Linked DNA regions of Sus scrofa: all the other regions are linked to region 2. Evidence: chromatin contacts called from public HiChIP or PLAC-seq data. All regions are on one chromosome and are shown on one strand. The core of a region is the stretch at or near the end of the contact, and the rest is flanking DNA. Distances in the headings are between cores, read along the strand shown.

Region 1 (4,033 bases), core at 314-2,813, 50 kb after region 2:
TGCACACAAAGACAACTTACAGAATGAAGAAAACAGTTTCAAGTTATGCCTAACTCTAAAATATGCAAACAACTTATACAACTCAAATGAAAAAAGCCAACAACGCAATTGAAAAATAGGCAAAAGACCTGAATAGACATTTCTCTAAGGAAGATATACAGGTGGCCAACAAGCACTTGAAACAATGCTCAACATCACTGATTATTAGAGAAATGCAAATCAAAACTACCATAAGATACCACCTCACATCAGTCAGAATAGCCATAATTAAAAAGTCCACAAATTACAAAGCTAGAAGGGGTGTGGAGAAAAGGGAACCCTCCTGCACTGTTGGTGGGAATGTAAGCTGGTACAACCACTACGGAGAACAGTGTGGAGGTACCTTAGAAAACAATACATAGAACTACCATATGACCCAGCAATCCCACTCTTTGGCATATATCCAGACAAAACTCTCCTTAAAAAAAGACACATGCACCCACATGCTCATTGCAGCTCTATTCACAATAGCCAAGACATGGAATCAACCCATAGGTCCATTGATAGATGATTGGATTAGGAAGATGTGGTATGTATACATAATGGAATGCTACTCAGCCATAAGAAAGAACAAAATAATGCCATTTTCAGCAACATGGATGGACCTAGAGACTCTCATCCTGAGTGAAGTAAGTCAGAAAGAGAAAGACAAATACCATATGATATCACTTATATCTGGAATCTAATGTACGGTACAAATGGACCTTTCCACAGAACAGAAACACATGGACTTGGAGAACAGACTTGTGGTTGCCAAGGGGGAGGGGGAGGGAGGATAGACTGGGAATTTGGGGTTAATAGATGGAAACTATTGCCTTTGGACTGGATAAGCAATGAGATCCTGCTGTATAGCACGGGGAACTATAACTAGTCACTTATGATGGAGCATGATAACGTGAGAAAAAGAAATGTATACACACACATACACACACACACACACGCACGCACACATATGTGACTGGGTCACCTTGCTATAGAGCAGAAATTTGACACAACATTGTAAACCAGCTATGATGGAAAAAATAAAAATCATTTAAAAAATAAAAAATAAACAAAAAATAAACTGATTAAAAAACCACACACACACACACACACACACACAGACGCACACAATGGGTCTTCAAATTAGGTGTTTCAAAGCTTTACTCTAAGATTAAAACACGCACCTATAAATTCGTGTTTGATATCGGTAACGCCTGCTCGAAAATTGTTTTGAAGGATGTCCTACCAAAATAGTTTGGAAACGACTAGCTTTAGGAATTCTGGTTTTGCTTTTAGTTAATTTTCAAAGTGGAGTCTCAGTTTTGAAAACACTCTACCATACATGCGTTAAACACGGAGACCGAACATGCTAACCCAGGAAAACAAACCAGTCTCCGAGGGGGTAAAGCCTTCCCCAGACACCCTCTGAGGACCAGGCAATTGTCTCCTCCGCCAAGCCTTCGGCTCTCAGGCCTAGGCCAGAGGATGCCGGCGAGGCACAGCCTCCACCCAGGGTCTGGCCTGGGGATGAAGGAATCAGAGATTGCACTGCCTGCTGCAGTCTCCCACTGGTGTTCTGAGTCACCGCCGGAAGCCTTGCCCGAAATCAAAGCGGAGGCGAAGCATGCACTAAACTGGAATAGCAGCCGCAGCCGCCGCCGCCGCCGCCGCCGCAGCAGCAGTAATCTCCCAGGTACCCGGGCTGGGAGGGCTCTCGAACCCTCGGATTCCCAAAGCGACCGCCTCTAGCTTAGAGCTCCAGCCGAGCCTGGGGAGAAGGGAGGGAGGAAGGCCAGAGACAGACAGTGGGAGCGGGGCGGCGGGGAAATGGGCGTAGAGAGGACTAGAGGAACACGACGGCGGCGGTTATCCAGGAAGGAGGGCTGCGGAGCTGGGATCGCCTCGGACCCCTCTCCTCTACCCCCCGGCACTCTTTCCCCCTGGCCCGCTTTGTCTGGGGCTCTAAGGTTAGTCTCCGAGGCCCAGGCTCCGAGGACCCAGTGCAGGAGCTTGGTGCGCAGACCCGCCCTGGGTCAGAGGGTGGACCCCGGAGTGGGAGTGACACAGGGCCTGTTGACGCCACCGTGCTGCGACTGATTTGCTGGAAGTGAAGGCGCGGCCTGTAATCCAAGCCTGGGCTGTGGAAACTTTTGGGAGAGTGAGGGGGGCAGCGCAGGGTGCAGCCGTCTAGCCCAGAGTTTCTATGGAGCCTTGGGCAAGTTCCGGGATGTGCTGGGTCAACGTCACTTCCAGCACCTCTGCGAGTTCCCTCTGCGATCCAGCTTATTGGGTGTACCTCTCCTCTCTCCTCTGCTCTTTCCTCCTTCTCTCTGTCCCTCCCTCCCTTCCCTCTCTTTTTCTTTACATATTTATTGCATTTCTTTTTTCTTTTTTTCACATCTTTCATCTGTTCTTTATTGCCTGCTTCCGCTCAAGCTGGAAAAAACAAATAACAAAACAAACCCCAAACCCATATTCTGATTTGTCTCCTCCTCCGCAGGCACAGTAGTTAACTGAATCAATTCCACACTTTCCAGGTACTTATCAGCCCTCTGGCTCCTACTTCTCTCTGTCCAGGATTTTCTAGCCCAAATGGCCTCCTCCTGGGTCCAGCCTGGGTGCTACCCTCCTGTCCTCCTCCTCCAGCTCTGGCCACTTCCTGCCCCTGCTTCCCTAAGAACATCCCTGATTGTTGGTCTCAATCCCTTGTCGTTTTCCTCTCTCTACCTGTAAAAATTCCCTAGAACAGGGTGGATTTTTTCCCCCTTATTCCACCAATTTGTACATTCTAAGTAATTTCATCCATTCACTTAGAAGCTCCTGGAATCAGGGTGCTGATGGCTCCCAATCTCTCCATCTAGAACCTCCACTCATTTTAAGTCTCCTACTTATGGTTACCAACATCCCTTGGCTGTCTTGTTTATGAGATCCCTGGGAAAGGTATGTTCCACTTATCTCAAATGGAAGGTAGCACCTTCCTCATTCCAAGCTAGCTGCTCAAATAAACCTCCTGTGATTCATGGCCCACTCTGAACAAATTCATTCTGGGTGTGTGTCCGGGGTTGGGGAGTGGAACAGGAGTGGAGGAAGGCATTCAAAGCCACCAGGAGAATGATGCTGCATATAGTTGGCCCTCCCCTCTATCAGTGGTTCTGCATCTGCAAAGTCAACCAGTGGCAGATTTAAAATATTTGAAAAAAATTCTAGAAAGTTCCAAAAAACAAAATTTGAATCTATTTCCTTTCACTACTATTTACACAGCATTTACATTGTATCAGGGATTATAAAACATCTAGAGATGATTTAAAGTGTACAAGAGGATTACAGGTTGGACAAGAGGCTTGTAGGTTAGATGCAAATACTACATCATTTTATATAAGGGACTAGAGCATCCTGAGATTTGGCATTGGAGGGGGTCCTGGAACCAATCCTCAGTGGATACTGAGGGACAACTACTTGAAAGCAGAAGGCTTGCTCTTTTGGGTGAATCTGTTAGTTTTTTTATGAGACCTGAATATAGTATTTAATTGTCCTGACCTTGATGGTTCATCTGTAGAAAGACAACTAATTTAATGCCATTTTATTGGCTGGGAATCAAATCTTTTCACTGGTGTGAACTGGGTCACATCTGAGAGGTGCACTTGTTTGTGACTGTGTGTGAAGGTGTGTCAGTGCTATGGAGGAGATGCTAATGGAAATACTCTGCTGCTGACCAGCACCTAGATGTTGAGATAGATGGAGGTGAGCAAATGAGAGGAAGAAGGAATGATAGGAGAAAGCAGAAACAGACATTTGCAATTAAGAGCAGTTAAAATGTAAAGATGAAATTGATGTGATATTCTAGTTCATTCTTTTGCCAGACTGGACAACCACACACACACACACACACACACACACACACACTCACTCACTCACTCACTCACTCACCAGCCTAAGCTTATACTTGCCTCACCCTGGCTCCTGTGAAACAAAGAATGTTGCCCACCATCCAGTTCTACAAGGATCAAGTCAT
Region 2 (4,405 bases), core at 1,883-4,382:
GCCTTCTCCCTATAACATTTCCTACTTTTGGTGCCACTGAGTTTGGCTCTTAATCACATATTGCCTTGTACAACTTTCTCTAATTCTTTGATGAATGAATGTCTTCTCTTTGGATATCGAGCTCATGAAAAGTGCTCTAACCTGGGCACGACGGCAACTCCCATACCTGCCCACAAACAACTTCTCTGTTATACCAGCTCACGTGATGGGACACTCACTATATGAAAGATAATATGTTAAGGACTTGACAAACATTATCGCATCTATTCTTCACAAAATATTCTTCACGTTATCTCATCTATTCTTCATCTACCTTCTGTGTCATTTGGGAATGCTTTTGGCTGCAAATGACAGAAGATTCAAGGTGTCTAACAATGCTTAAATAATACAGGCTTATTTATTACCTAATATAACAATAAGAACAAGAACAAAATCTGAATGTAAGGTCATTTCCCTTGTTGGCTTAGGATCTCTGATGTCAGCGCTCTGGTGTGGCATCTCTGCAAATCTCTTAGCCTTCCCTTCTGGTTTCAATAAGTCTGCAGTATCACATCTTCATGCAGCCGAGCTCAAAGTTGTGTAGGAGGGAATAGTGTAGGACTGGGGTGGGGGGATATCTCTTTGCAAATATCCCTCATATCAGGAAAAAAAATTACCCCAAACATTCGCCAGCAGACTTCTCTTCTATCTCATTGACCAGAACTAAGTTATATATCCACCTCCTAGAGCAGCAACTAGGTCCTTCTTCCTGAGGTCAAGAAATCTCTTTATAATACTAAACAAAATCATGAAGAAGGACAGCAAAAATGGACTGCCTTTGCATAGGCAAGGAACAGCACCAGGCAGGTAGCTTATTAGGAAATTCAAGCTCAGCGAGGCTGAGGAATTGGGCAAGATTATACAGTTAGTAAGTTGCCGAAAGCGGTTTCAAATCAGACCTTTCCAAGTCTCTCAGAATTCACATTTTGGCTCACCACACTATAAGACCTTTCTAGAGAGTTTTAGCATTGTATTCATTTTTTCAGAAAATATTTAGTATGTACCCATTTGATCCTCCTTTTTTCTTGCTGCTGGCAAGGAATTAAGCATATAATCCAGTTTGTGATAGAAACTCAACTCAGATGAAATAACTAGAACACACAAGATTAATTAATTAATTAATAATCATACATCGTTATGTTGCAAGTTGAACTCTAAGGAGTGTGGCTCTATGTAGCAGGAATTCACTTAAGATTGTAGAAGTCAGACTGGATCTCATGGACACTTTGGGGTGTGAAGCGAACCTCATAGATTTGGATCAGTGGGAATAAGGGGCTAAAGTTCTAGGTATGCTTACTATTGACTCAGTGGACTGATGAGTGGCCAATATGTAGTTTAAAAACAGTTGAACAAGTTGGTTGCATTTCTAGAGGGGGCCCTCCAGTGGACTGAGGATGAAAAGGGAGAGACCCAGACCACCTAGCAATAGCATCACTGAATTGTCACTGAGGCAAAGAACTGGCTGAGTGACATGGGAGGTGAAATACCATAAAAGGATCAATGGCTGGTCGGCTCTCCTGAAAGTTAGGAATCATACCACTGCGCTTGCATCATCTCTTACCTTGATAAACTCTATTTTCTTAAAAAAAGGGGGGGGGGATCAACGGCTGCCTAAAAGGTTTCTTTGGTCTAATGGAGGAACTTAAGAGTTGAAAGATCACTGTCGAAGTGAAATTCGACTTTTTTTCTATGTCTGACCTGAGATGTTCCAGAAATTAATAAATGGAATAGTTTGGCATTTAACCTCCAGATGCAGATGCAGAAGAACACACCTATCTCATTGTCCCTTTAATAATAATGAGGGGTTTGGGTTAGGTCAACCCACTTCTTTTTGACCAGAGACTCACATTAGCAAGATGAAGTGAGGAGAAATCTGGCTCTGTGGATGCCAGCCAAGCTTAGAATCTCCCACAGGACTTGAATCCACAGGCTTGGTTTCAGGAATACTCCAGGTTGTCAACTCAGCTCTCCATCATAAACATGGAGCTTGTTATACCAGCTGAGATGCAACATGATTTTTTTTTTTTTTTTGTCTTTTTAGGGCCGCACCCACGGCATATGGAGGTTCCCAGGCCAAGGGTTGAATTGCTGCCAGCCTACACCACAGCCACAGCAATGCCAGATCCAAGCCTCATCTGTGACATACACCACAGCCCACTGTAGCCTGGGCCCACTTCGGCAATGTCGGATCCTTAACCCATTGAGCGAGGCCAAGGATCGAATCCGCATCCTCATGGATCTTAGTCAGATTTGTTAACCACTGAGCCACGATGGGAACTCCCAACATGATGTTTTACTTCTCTTCATCTCTTTCTCTTTGGCTATTTCCTATACATACTAGTAGAATGAAGAGAAGAGAAGCCATCTTTACGACGTGTTACAGACACTTTTCAATAAGCTCTAACAATATGAACATTTTCAGACTCGAATTCTCTTCCATCAAGCAAATCTTTTATTTTTACTCTTCAGATTTCTTTGGTTGTATCTAAAAATCTAGGCATTTTCTGAATCAAGTTTTCCACATTACTGTTTCCAAGTAACACCTATAATTTGCCCAGAGTTAAAAATTAACTTAAAACAATGGTGGAATTTCACTGTTTGATTAGAGATAAGATCTATGTTTTAATGAAAAGTTTTTTGGGTGTGGTTTATGACAGGAGATTAGTGTGGAGCTGAGAATTATTTAGGAAATTATAGCTTGAGAAAATGTAAGACAATTTAAAACAGAGAATTTCTAAGAACGAAAAGATTTTTTTTTTTCCCCCTTTCCTTGCCCAAAGGTTGCTTGAGGTCTGCCTAAATTCAAAAGAGAAAGGATTCCATTGCTTTTAAGTACTGCAAAGAGCTCACAGGCTATCCTTGACAAAAGATAGAAGGAATATTGCAGAATTTGATATGATGAGAACAGTTAAAGAGGGGAGTGTTGAAACTGGGGTGACAGGTTTTCGTTAATTTTAACCAGCATGTGTAGATATTGCTAAATTCTTAAGTTTCTGAATGACGTCATCCTCCGAACAAATTTCCTAAATGGTGCCTTAGCAAACAAGCATTTCTATTATAGTGATGTCTTTCTGAGTAAAATGTTGAATCACTCAAAGGATACAGATTAGAGAGAGAGAAAAAAAAATGCTCTGTGGGAGGGGCAGAGCTTTATAAAACCAGTCATCCCCATGTCTGAACTTCAGCAACCCTCAGAAGTCCATTTCCTGTCGGACTGTACCTCAGAGAATAACCAGGTATTTCAGTGATTTCCATGTCTGTCTCTATGAAATTTGGTTTCATTTTTCTCCTACTTCATATAGGTATTGTTAATATAATGAAAATTTAAACATGGGATGTTTTTAGAGGATGAGTAAAAATTTGGTGGTTCTTTCTTGTCTAGTTGCTTAACAGAATTATTTTAGTTCCAGATTTTAATTAAGTTTACGGCGAGACCTAATCTTAAATCTCAGAAGCCAACAGATGCCTATGTATCATTCTTTACACCAAAAACATATATTCAGGTTGTAATGTCAATTTTATTGAACAGCTTAGAATGTATATATTCTCTACTAGTTTCTGTTTGGCACTGAATTTGATGAAAATAACTAGACTGATTAAAACTATTAATTTAATAATTGAAAGTCATCATACCTTGTATTATAAATATACACAAAAGGATAACTCAGTTTTCATCTAAAACAATCAGAAATTAAGCAGAAAGCTAGGTTGGGTCAGTTCAATACCAGAATATATTTATCAAATTTAGTTCAATAATCAGTCAATTTAGTGAAAGAAAAAACTCAGCCAAATTAGCTGCTGGACTGAATAAAATGATAGTTCAATAAATAATTTAATACTCCATAATCAAACAATTATTCATTATGAAAATCTTGAAATATCAGAAAATATTTTTGATTTTGTGAGGGGGAAATTTGGTAATTTCAAATGGGAAATTTCCTTGAAGTTATTGTATTCTCTTTGTTCTCATTAATTTTTGTGATTTCAAAATATATGCACTATGTCATTGCAAAAAAAAATTCTTTTGAATGCTATAGCAAACCCAGACCTAACTTTCATTGCCAGCGATCAGAGAGACTGGGAGAATGTGGCTGGCAGCACCTCCCGAGTTCTTTGTCACCTCTGCCAAGTTTCAGTGGCACATCTGTCAGTTTGTGTTGAGGGAACTGACACAAACATCACAGAGCCCAGTCCTGCATATGCTTTCCATCTGTTCTTCTAAAGATAATATTAAACACTGATCAGGAGTATAATATCTGAAAATTAATGAAATTGTGTAACTTACTCTTAGTGGTAAGAAACTCACAACAGGTGTTACCTGTTCTGAGAGATTATGCTCTTTGATGTCACTCAGCAACTTCAATTT
Region 3 (4,150 bases), core at 167-2,666, 51 kb before region 2:
CTCTCAGTATGTATAAATATGTGTAATTTGATAAAAAGGAGCTAGTACAAGTGCCTGGATTTCAGTTTAATTGCACCCAATTAGAGTTAGCTAATAATTTGTTGGAGGGATTCTTTATTACAAAAAGAAAAATACATGTATTTATTTTTAGAGAAAATAATTTAGGGCATTGTTGTTTTCTATATCTAAGAGTCTATTTTCATTTTGTTTTGTGGTTTGTTTGTTTTGTTTTTTAGATTTCTCCTGTAACTGAGATCACAGTATAAGTCTTTCACTGCCATTTGACTTAACAATACTCTGTGGAACCATCCATGTTGTTGCAAATAGCAAGACTTCACTTTTCATGGCTAAGGAATAGTACATTGCTTATATATACCACATCTTCTTTATACATTCATTTATCCATGGACACTTCAGTTGCTTCCATATCTTGGTTAATTGCAAATTATGCTGCAATGAACACTGGTGCACATATATCTTTTCAAATTAGCATAAATACCCAGAAGTGAAATTGCTAGTTTAAATGGCAGTTCTATTTAAAATTTTTTGCTGGTGAAACTCTAGTTTTGAACATATATTTTGGGCCACAATATAAAATGATTGCTATGGGGCTGAAAATCTCTGAAGAGATGCTCTTCATCTCTGACATTCTGAGATACATATTCTGAGTTGGTACTACAGCTGAGCTATAACTTGCTTCTCATGGGAATCCTGCCTCATTTGTCATGAGATAAGTTTGAAACCCTTACTCCAGTAAGGGTTACTCCAGGAGTTCCCGTCATGGTGCAGTGGTTAACGAATCCGACTAGGAAACATGAGGTTGTGGGTTCGGTCCCTGGCCTTGCTCAGTGGGTTAAGGATCTGGCATTTCCGTGAGCTGTGGTATAGGTTGCAGACACGGCTTGGATCTGGTGTCGCTGTGGCTCTGGCGAAGGCCGGCAGATACAGCTCCGATTTGACCCCTAGCCTGGGAACCTCCATATGCCGCTGGAGCGGCCCTAGAAAAGGCAAAAAGACAAAATAAATAAATAAATAAATAAATAAGGATTACTTCATTCCTGCCCACCTCTATGTCAGAAAGAATAGCATTTCATTTACTATGTCTCATTTTAGGAGTCAAGAAAAGAAACATGCTATCCATTCCCAAGACAAATGTCTCCTCTCTGACTTTTAAACATCAGCACTTTTTGTCACAGGCAGACAGTGTGTGCAAGGTAGACATATGCATTACAGCTAATTTTTAAATACCACTCAATTTATTATATAAAATCTATGCCATTAAATGTGTCATTGTTTTTTTCCTACATCTCTTGGGTCACTATGTTGACCCAGGAGAGCAGTATATTTTACAATGCATACGTCAGCTGGCTCACTCTCTACCCCTTTGTATAAATACTTTAGGTCACAATGCAAGGAAAAATGACTTGTGCAACCAAATTCTGAGAAACGGGAGGAGCACATTGTGGGTGCTGAGTGCTGTGTGTGTCTGTGTGTTGCAGACATAGCTCTGGGCTTACCAAGCAGAACTTTAACCAACCTGAAGACAAGGTAAAAATGCAAACACTAAATTGTATTTTCTTTGCCATGATCCTTGTAGTTAGTGATGACTCCCCACTTATAACTTTAGTTGTAATTAAAGGCAAAGGGCAATGAGAGGTGCTATGGTTTGTGGGACGTTGGTGAGAGGCAGACTTAAAACAAGGCAGTGCGGTTCTCTTTTCAGTTAATCACACCCACTGAGTGAGCCTTTTTTTTTTTCTTTTTTTTTTTTTTCTTTTTTCTTTTTAGGGCTGCTCCTGTGGCACATGGAAATTCCCAGGCTAGGGGTCGAATTGGAGCTGCAGCCACTGGCCTACACCACAGCCATAGCAATGCGGGATCCAAGCCGCATCTGTGACCTATACCACAACTCACAGCAACTCTGGATCTTAATCCACTGATTGAGGCCAGGGATTGAATCCGCAACCTCATGGATCCTAGTCGGGTATGTTAACTGCTGAGCAACGAAGGAAACTCCCTAAGTGAGCTTTTTAATGTCACGGTTTGCAATATTGTAGAAAGCCATTTTCCTTCCTTTCTTTCCTTCTTTCTTTTGAAAGCCATTTCTATCTCTAATCTTTATTCTTAGGTTAAGGTCAGGAATTTAATGATGACTGAACTGAAGCTGAATGAGAAATTTGTTTGTAAGTGTGGTATGTGCTACCAACATTTAGCTCCTCTTTTTTTTTTTCTAGGCTGTGTCTGTATCTGGTAAATTAGAGGGAAAAAGGCAGAACAAGAACACTGGGTGTTCATTCTGAATTGGATGTTTTCTAACTGTATGGACTTGAGCAAGTCATGTGACCCCACTAAGCTCACTTTAATTTCCCCATTTGTAGAATTAATTTGGGGACCCAACAGTTTCCTTCTCAAATCTATGATTCTTCTTTGAGTTCAATCTGTAATCCAAGAAGGGAAGAGGAAGTATTGAGTAACTTCTCTATTTAGAGGTTTTATATTCATTATTACATTTAACACTCAAAACAAACTTGTCAGATATCTGCTACTCTCCCTATTTTATAAATGCAGTTTTGGAGAAATCCTCACATGTAGAGCAAAAGGCAGAGGTCATGTTAGAAATCACCCTTGCCTGATTTAAAAGCTCTTTGTCATAAGGACCCATGATTGACCATTTCAACTAATTGTCTCTTCAGCAAAGCAAATGATTTTTTTGATTGTAGGTTGACCATGTGAGTTATCAGGAGGCAGGATTCCCAAACAGTTGAGTGGGGGTCGGGGGGAAACAATGGGTCAAGTGTCTCACAAACTCTGAGAAACGGGTCCTAGTCTGAACATCTATTTCTATTTTTTGTGAATTTGAATCCTACCTGACCCCTATTTTTCTCACTCTCCACCTCCATTCCAAGTTATATGACAATGAGGCAACAGAAATACACTGGTATCTTAGAGGCTTTTACATCCATGTTTATGTGAAGAGAGCGGTGACTTTTTGAGCAAGTGGTAACATTTCTGGTCCCTATAAAATGTCAGCCGTACAGCCCAAGCAATGTATTTAAACTTGCTCTTCTCTGTGTAGGAATTCTTAAGGCTGTTTTATTGGAACCACACCCCTAGGCTGAGAAAAGTTGCTGATGGGCCTCTAGATATTGGCGAGACATTTTATAACTTAAATCCTTCAGAAGAAATAATTATGACTTTTCTATTTATATTTTCATCCAAGCCAAGCAACTACAAATTTTCCACTTCTTGTGCTCTCTGAGGAAACTTACCACAATGAGTCTCTTTCCCCTTTTAAAACATGCAGGATGAACAAGAATTTTTCCTAAGATGTTTTGACTTCCCTAAGACTGAGGTACACTGTTTGTGTCAATGGCAGCAGACAGGGGAGAATTTCACTCTAATTCCAATCTCTTAATCAAAGCTCTGTAAGATATCTGTGGCACAATATAAGATAACAGTCTTATACAGCCATCAAAAGTACAGACTTGCAGCCTCCTGCATCCCAAACCCTGACCAGGTGTGCTGAGCCACACCAGGAATAGGGTGAGGCAAGCAAAGCTCCTAAGCAAGCACAATTTAAGGAGGCATTTTTCTTGTGCTGTCTCTGTGCCTGTATGACTGAGCCCAAGTGCCTCCTTAAAGTGTGCTCAAAGGGTGGTTCATTCTCTTGTTATTCTATTCTATTCTAATTATTTGTTGCTGAAGTATAGTTGGTTTACGTATTTATTGGTTTATTTTTACTGATGTATATATAGTTGATTTACACCATGGGTGGCTCGTTCTTAAGGAGGTCATGGTCAGGGTCACATAAGCACAGGGTCAACACATTCGAGTGCTTCCTTAAATGTTGCCCCCTAGGGCCTTCCCAACCCCTAGCCCCAGACTAATCCCAAAAGGCCACAGACTCTAAGGTGGTTCTCCAAAAATAGACCCCCAACAGTGAGGAGAACTGCATAGAAGAGAGAAGATTCGACATTCCATGGGGACCTATTACCTAATTCTATCAAGCATCAGGTAGAAGCTGAAATGCTAAGCTTTCCCATTATCCTCGAACTTCATTCTTTCAGACAGTGCCTGAGCATGGGGGGCTTTATTGAATGCAGGAAGGAAAGCAGGGATGAAAGACTGTCCTTCCTGGAACACCCCTCTT

What was found. HiChIP or PLAC-seq counts read pairs in DNA pulled down with a chosen protein or histone mark.
Region 1: a contact with region 2 is called in an H3K27ac HiChIP or PLAC-seq map of alveolar macrophages. The contact joins the promoter of LOC100156248 here to the promoter of SERPINB2 in region 2. A contact is called at or near these places in 4 of 47 Hi-C or Micro-C datasets (adipocytes, embryonic fibroblasts, fibroblasts and 1 more) and 1 of 2 datasets of contacts at active chromatin or transcription factors (alveolar macrophages).
Region 3: an H3K27ac HiChIP or PLAC-seq map of alveolar macrophages shows a contact between it and region 2. The contact joins the promoter of LOC100153783 here to the promoter of SERPINB2 in region 2. A contact is called at or near these places in 1 of 47 Hi-C or Micro-C datasets (epiblast stem cells) and 1 of 2 datasets of contacts at active chromatin or transcription factors (alveolar macrophages).

What each region holds. Positions count from the first base shown.
Region 1 is chr1:157,834,452-157,838,484 of Sscrofa11.1, reverse strand. It overlaps LOC100156248 (serpin B8), which reads left to right and starts at 1,563. Exons shown (of 7, transcript XM_003353447.4): 1 at 1,563-1,714.
Region 2 is chr1:157,885,252-157,889,656 of Sscrofa11.1, reverse strand. SERPINB2 (plasminogen activator inhibitor 2) reads left to right here and starts at 3,132. Exons shown (of 8, transcript XM_003121697.4): 1 at 3,132-3,275. The coding sequence starts at 3,210.
Region 3 is chr1:157,934,916-157,939,065 of Sscrofa11.1, reverse strand. It overlaps LOC100153783 (ovalbumin), which reads left to right and starts at 1,416. Exons shown (of 8, transcript XM_021099510.1): 1 at 1,416-1,548.